Linked DNA regions of Mus musculus: region 1 is linked to region 2. A link is a contact called in public Hi-C data. All regions are on one chromosome and are shown on one strand. The core of a region is the stretch at or near the end of the contact, and the rest is flanking DNA. Distances in the headings are between cores, read along the strand shown.

What was found. A called contact is a pair of places that touch in the nucleus more often than the background predicts.
Region 1: a contact with region 2 is called in a Hi-C map of cortical neurons, with 2.4 times the contacts expected there. The contact joins the promoter of Snx19 here to the enhancer-like site in region 2. A contact is called at or near these places in 4 of 39 promoter capture datasets (embryonic stem cells, frontonasal cranial neural crest, stem cell-derived epiblast-like cells and 1 more), 10 of 484 Hi-C or Micro-C datasets (the AML12 cell line, cerebellar granule neurons, cerebellum and 5 more) and 1 of 115 datasets of contacts at active chromatin or transcription factors (forebrain).

Annotation. Positions count from the first base shown.
Region 1 is chr9:30,425,799-30,429,077 of GRCm38.p6, reverse strand. Snx19 (sorting nexin 19) reads right to left here and starts at 1,749. Exons shown (of 11, transcript NM_028874.2): 1 at 1-1,749. The coding sequence starts at 1,510. Gm30933 (predicted gene, 30933) reads left to right here and starts at 2,100. Exons shown (of 3, transcript NR_169179.1): 1 at 2,100-2,211.
Region 2 is chr9:30,312,982-30,316,315 of GRCm38.p6, reverse strand. No RefSeq gene overlaps it. Among named protein-coding and RNA genes, the nearest start is that of Gm26435, 23 kb to the right of the region's middle. Within about 2 kb of position 1,450, at least 28 of the 459 cell types and tissues checked have an H3K27ac peak or open chromatin away from gene starts, as enhancers often do. A contact at or near this core is called in cortical neurons, where this site is marked.

The DNA.
Region 1 (3,279 bases), core at 500-2,999, 110 kb before region 2:
GCATAGCAGGTTCAAGGGAGCACACACCACTGGCGAGATCTTTGTCTAAACATGAGGGCCGTAGGGGGCAGGGTTTTTCTGGTTCCTCCAGCAAAGCTGTAAGAGAGGTGTCATCTCCTTGCTCCACCTCCTTGTCTGCTGTGTCAATCTGGATCTCTGGGCAATTAAGCACGGAGACCAGCATGCCTGTCTCTGTGTCTGTCCCTGGGGCCTCCTCGGCCTCTGCTCCTTCCATACATTCAGATCCCTCGCCATCCTTAGGCTCCAGAGCCCCGGAGTCGTCTAGGGCACACAGAGCATCTTGAATCCTGTCAGAAAGGAAGTTGCCTGGGGTCATTAGCAGGATGGTTTCTTTGCTCAGTTCAGACAGTGGTGACTCCAGTTCTGAGTCTTCACATAAGAACAAGGGGCCTCGGATATCTGGCTGTAGAAAATGGGATGAGCTATTTCCTACTTTTTTTTCTTCGAGCATCCCAGGCAAATCTCCCTCTACAGCTTCATGGCCTTCTTCAATCTCTGGGGAAGGGGCTGGCTCACTGGAGGTCAAGTGTACTGGGGCTGTTGCTGGAGAAGATGCTTTTCCTACTGGCAGACTCTCTACTTCAACAATCAATGGCAGAGATGTGGGCACCGAGGGCTGCTCTAGGACACTGGATGAGCAGGGGGGTTTAGTTCCCTGTGCTGCATCATGTCTGTACTTGGAAAAGATACTCACAAGAATAAGGTGGATCCAGTCAGGATCTGATAGCTTGCTGATCAGTGGTAAGATGACATTGCAAGTAATAACTTCAACCACAACGTGGCGTCCAGTCCTCGTCTCCAGGTGGGGCTTGGGCACTAACTCTTTTAGTATCAAGTTCACAATGCCACGTGCATAAGTGACCTCCGTGGTGGGACAGCTCATGGCAGGATGGGGAGCTGTAACCTGGCAGTAAGCATCCCACAGCTGGGAGGGCTGAACTGGACAGCTCTGCTCCTTTGCAGTAGCCTCCTTTGCCTGAATATAGCTCTGCAGGTGACAACCACAGAGAGTCAGAACCCTCTGGGTAAGAGCATGGCTGTCCACTATGCTCATCCGCCTTCGAAGCTCCTGAACCAACCCTTTCATGGCTGCCTCCATCTCTGCCTCGAAGGCCGGCTCATGGCTCACAGAACGATACCAGGATAACACGAAGTCTCGGATAATCATCTGGATAGTGCGGTTAATCTCCTGTTCCAGCTGCCTTTCTGCCTCGGGACATGGAGGACAGGTGGTGATGGTAATGAATCGTTCCAGGTGCAATTGACCTGAAGCCCCTAGGATGGCAGTGGAGCCCAGCCATCCTCCCAGCGCTACCAGCGATGCACATAGAAGGATCAGAAGCCACATGTTGACCAGAAGGTGGATGACCAGTAGCCAGCCCACCAAGACCCCCACGATCATTAGCTTCCGGCTACTCCATAGATTGCTGTGGACATAACTGGACTCGGAGATAGTCCCCTGGGTAGGGGACACTGTTTGTGCCTTCATGGTTGAAAGGACAGGTATGTTTCCACAGATGACAGCCTCCGATTTTATTTTGGTGTCAGGAGTGGGAGCATGAACTGTCACCGAAGAGAACAAGTCCAGCTGCTACTGAGTGAACTCTGGACCTTCGATACTACTGGCACTGCAGAGCGACAGAAAAAGCTCTGCTTCTCCCGCTCGCTTCTGTCGACAGGGCCCATCAACTAGCCTGTTCCAGCCGAGATGAGGAAAACTTTGCCGGCCTCCATCATGGCCCAGGCGGAGAGTCTCTTCGCAGCCCCGCGCGGCCCACGGACACTTACGAACTCCGAAGCAGCAGCCGGCAGATCGGGTCACACGTCGCTGGGGGACCCGTGCTCAGACTGCGCCCCTGGGAACGAACTCTTGGGGGGGTGGGGATCCTTCCGACCGCCGCGGCCAGCAGCCACAACAAGCTCCGGCCGCCCAGGCCACTACACTCCGCAACTCCAAAGTGGACAGAGCAGCGGGCCGGCTAGCAGCCGGCGACAGCTTCCGGGTCGCGGCCTGCGGGAGCGGGGTACGCTGGGAGAGCGGCCTGGTGGATCGGAGCCACGGACGCCCCCTGGTGGTGAGGAGCGGTGGTGACGGTGGGCGTACACACCGCTCTGCTAAGCTGAGAACCCAGAGCCCGTGCTCACCTGGGCCAAAACGGATACTCGCCCAGGCTCTTTAAAGTGCTGTTTGTAAATATCTCTAGAGGTTTAGGGAAACTTTCCGTAATGAGCTTTGTTTTAATTCCCTTGGAGACGTACTGTTGGGAGCTAGATTGATGAGGGATTTTAAAAATTCTCCTTGCTTCTTCCAGAACGCCCCACCTCTACCCCCACTCCACCCCCCCCCCCGACCCCCCTCCCAACTCTACTCAATTCACAGTCCACCTCTTTTGTTTTCCGGAGTAGTCAAAGGTAAGTATTAAGATGTGGGGCAGGTTTCTAGAGAGTATTTCCTATGTTTAGTCACTGGCTTGAAGAGTGGGTCCTTGTAGCCCTTGAAGCTAATTGGGGGAATGAGTTTATTTGACGTAAATCAGCTTTCAGTAAAGCGAGTCCCTATAAGATATAGTGAATTGCAAAATCTTAAGTACGTTCTGGAATGATTTTAGTGAATCGCAATGGTTAAAGGGAACCCATTAAGAAGATAGCCTTCGTGCTGAATCTTGAAGACTTTTCTGCCTGTCGGCTTCCTTTTCTTCCCATGTGCATAGGCATGCAAGGCAGAGGAAGAGACGTCTTGTTTTTAGTTTACCCTCTAACACATTTGCCCCTGTCTGTGTTCTGCTTTGAACACATCTGCCAGTTGTCAACTCAAAAAGAGTGACCTACAAAGAAAGTCAGTATCTGAAAGTGGCACTGGCTATGTGTAGAAGCATTGATGTCTTCTTTGTGTGAAGCCTCCACCTTGGTCCTTCTGGACTCTGCAGTGTGGCTCTCCTTTCCATTTGGACACAGATGAATGCCATCGCTCTTTACCAGTCTGTCCTCTGCTGTAGCCTTGAAGGATTTAGGCAAATTCACCAAATAAAACAAAACAACCCAACAACAACAACAACAAAACAAAGCAACAAAAAGCAAAAACTAAAACAAAACAACCCCCAACCCGCAAAAAAAAAAAAAAAAAACCAAGCAAAATAAAACAACCCTGTACCAGAGAGATCTTACAGCTTCCTTTTCTGTCTCCACTGCTGGTGTCAAGGTAATAACTTTATTTGAATACAAAGGAAACCATCATCTACAATTGGATGTGGTTGACAA
Region 2 (3,334 bases), core at 201-2,700:
GCACTCAACTGCTGTGGATTCTCTGGTGTCTGTCCTCTGCTGTGCCACTCAGTGACATCTGGATTCAGCCTTTGAGACCCCTGAGCCCAGGAAGCATCCGAGCTGGATTATTTTGTCCCTTGAGAAGGAGGATTTTCTTTGTCTCTTTCAGTGTGTGTCACAGAACTTCTTTCTTCTCTGGCAAGCTGATATTCAGCTGCTTTGTGAATGATGAACAAGGCTTGCAGATGTGTAAAGTGATAGAAACCTCAAGACTTCTGGCTTTCAACCAATCCCCATTTGTAGGGGCAACTCTCTATTAGCCACATGATCTCTCTGTTTCTGGAACGTCTGTTATCGGATCCATATCTGGGTACGAATGTGTTCTGTTTTTCCTCAAACTAGCTTTAGCAATGGGCACAAACGGGCACATTGCCCAAGGAGTGATGGCAAATCTCATTATAGCCTTCTAAATTTTCTCCTTGCCTACCTGACCTTGCCTTTTCTTTTCCACTTCTATGATTACCTATATTAAGGTGACTTTCCAGATAAAGCTACAAGCTACCAGCCTACATGTTTATACCAGATATTTTGAGAATTAGTGTATTTTTCTGAAAGTGGTCTTCTGTTTTTACTTTTAACACCCTTCGATCTAAAAATCCAATTTCCAATGGGCTCTGTACTCAAAATGTATCCAAGTTTAACTAAAAATAAGTTGTAACAAAAGAAAGTATAGCACAAGGGATTCTGTGCTTGGTTCCAGATGGTAGGAGAAGAAAGAAGCTTGCAGGGTGACCACAATAGACTGAGGCAGCTACTGAAACGCTGCAAAATCATCTTTTTGTGCTGTTGGGTTTGTTTCCAGCAGAGGGCGCTGTCACTCTATATGATACTCCCTGGGTGCTCTGGCATTCCTTAATGCTTCAATTTTATATTCTTGTCAACGTTTCTAAACCCCAGCTTTGGTGACCATAACCTTGGGAAAGCATCCAGAGCTGAGGTTTCAGCAACGGTTCAAGGTTTATTGGAAAATATTCATCTTCTCACAATGGAGGCAGCTCTATCCAGTTTTAACCAAAAACCCAGGGACCCGACAAAGCAGCGACAGTTGACAAGAAAGTTATCAGGGAAAACAGCTTCATCTATATTCCTAGATCTAGCTTCCTTTCTCTTTGAATGCTTGGTTTGGAAATCAGACCCATTTTCTGCAAGTTGCAAGAAACGCTGGGACATGCAAGCCCTGCTTGAGTATGCCGTGTGCTGAGGAAAACACACTTCCCGGACTAAATTAGCTGAGCATGCAGGGAGATGACAGTTGAGAAGACAAGGGAGTAATATATTTTTCATTCGACAGCGAACTAACGGAGATTATTGTTGCTCACGGGGGAAGCTGGGACATTCTGGGCAGCTGTGAAGGCTGAAGCCTTTGGGATTGCTGCCAAGGGGAGGCGACTTACATGCTCCAGGCCATAACAGCTTCATAGGCAGTGCGGAGAGTGACAGGCTGACTTATGCTGGAGGAGTTACAGTCTGTATGCTTGAAGGCACTACTTAGCCAACACCCTCCCACATCTGCAATTACCCGGGACCCAGAGAGGTTGGAAAACAACTTTTCAACTTCCAGTAATGGTATTCAGTTACCCACGTGAATGCCTGTGGAAAGCTAGACTGTGGTTGCCTGCCATAGGTAGCTGTTGGTGGGGATGAGTGACAGGGCACAGGCCTTGCATTTTTTTGCTGTAAAGGCCAAGTCTTTCTTAATAGAGTAGATGGAATCAGGCCGTATGGCTGAGGGCTATGGGTAAGAGATGGCAATGACCGTTGCTGAGGCCCTACAATGTCTTGCATCTTAGCAACCCAAAGCACTGTCATAACAACGGGGCTGCTGCTTCATCTTTCTCGGTGCAGTAAACTTAAGAGAATTCAAGGCATCTCTCTGAGGTCATAGTCCAAGACAGAGCCAGGACTGCCCTGCAGCCTGTTTGCTAGCACAGACCTGAGTCCTTCTATTACTGGGTTCCTTGGGATGTGAGAGGATCAGAATCTACCCACCAGGCAGCTCAGTTGCCTTCCTAGGAAAAGTAGGTTGGCTTGAGAAGGAAGATTGTTATAGGGAAAATGCCAATAAGAAGGGTGTAGGTTGTGTCATGACCTCCTTCCAGGGGTCAAAGATATCATCTAGACCAATTTCCCATACTGCTTCCCTGAGAGAAATTACACACTGATCCAATATTGTCTGAGCCCAGGCTGTAAAACTTGGCCCCATATACATTGGTCTGGGGCTTCTACAGAGAGCGTTCTTTTGAAGAATCTTATTGTAACTTTATTGCAGCCTGTAGGGAGGAAAGCAATGTGAGACAAACAAGGACTTAGTGGGGATCCAGAGACGGGTTTGTAATGTAGTGCTTTCAGCTGAGATCCTTTGTTCAGATTCTGAGGACGTGATGACGATGGTGATGATGATGATGATGCCAACAACGATGATGATGAAGATGATGACAATGGGGAGAATGAGAGTGTGTCTGACTTCATGAAGCACAGGATGGTGCATGGAGGAATTTGATTCATAGGAGACTAGATCATCTCTCAGGATGCATGCAGTCAAGTGGGAACTGTAGACAGCTTCCCCAGTAATACGTTAGAGGCAAAGCCTAGCTAATAAGATAGCTATCATGAGGGAGAGAACCCATTTGCCCCTGTGTGGCCTGGAGTTGCTCATTGTGCTGTGTCACTCCCATGACAATATCACAGGCCAGAGTCTGTGGTCATGGGAGGAAAGGAGGTTTACCAAGTCCCTATTGGTAAGAAAGTGAAAGCTCTTCCTCAGCTATGTGCTGTTAAGGCTCCATTGTGATCTGGGACCAGCAGCTTAAGGAGATGGCTTGCTTTCATTCAACTATTTCCCCTCTTGGAATATCCTTCACCATACTTCATAGCTGCCCATGTGCTAGCCACTGTTCAAGGCTCCCTTGTCACCCCCTTCTCCTTCTTTCTCCTCACTGTCAAATGTTGGCATTGAAAATCACCTCTTAGGTTCAAGCTGAATTATTGGGTACCAAGAAAGGCAGACCACCTCCTTGCCCTTTCTGGTCACTGTTAAGGGTCATCAACTATTGTTTTTAATTATAGTCACCTGCTATAATCATCAGTTATTGCTAACAAATGATTGCCTGTTATGGGGACAGGGCACTTGCGGCATCTTTGATAAACTAAGGTAAATCCAAGAAATGTACACAGTTGTGAAGATAGCCCCTAAATGCAGTCTATTAGGACTGTCCAAACCAAGGCTGGTAGACCCAGGATTCGGCAGGCTCTGAGAAGCTCAGAAGGGTTCTGAATTCATGATCGATGCAAA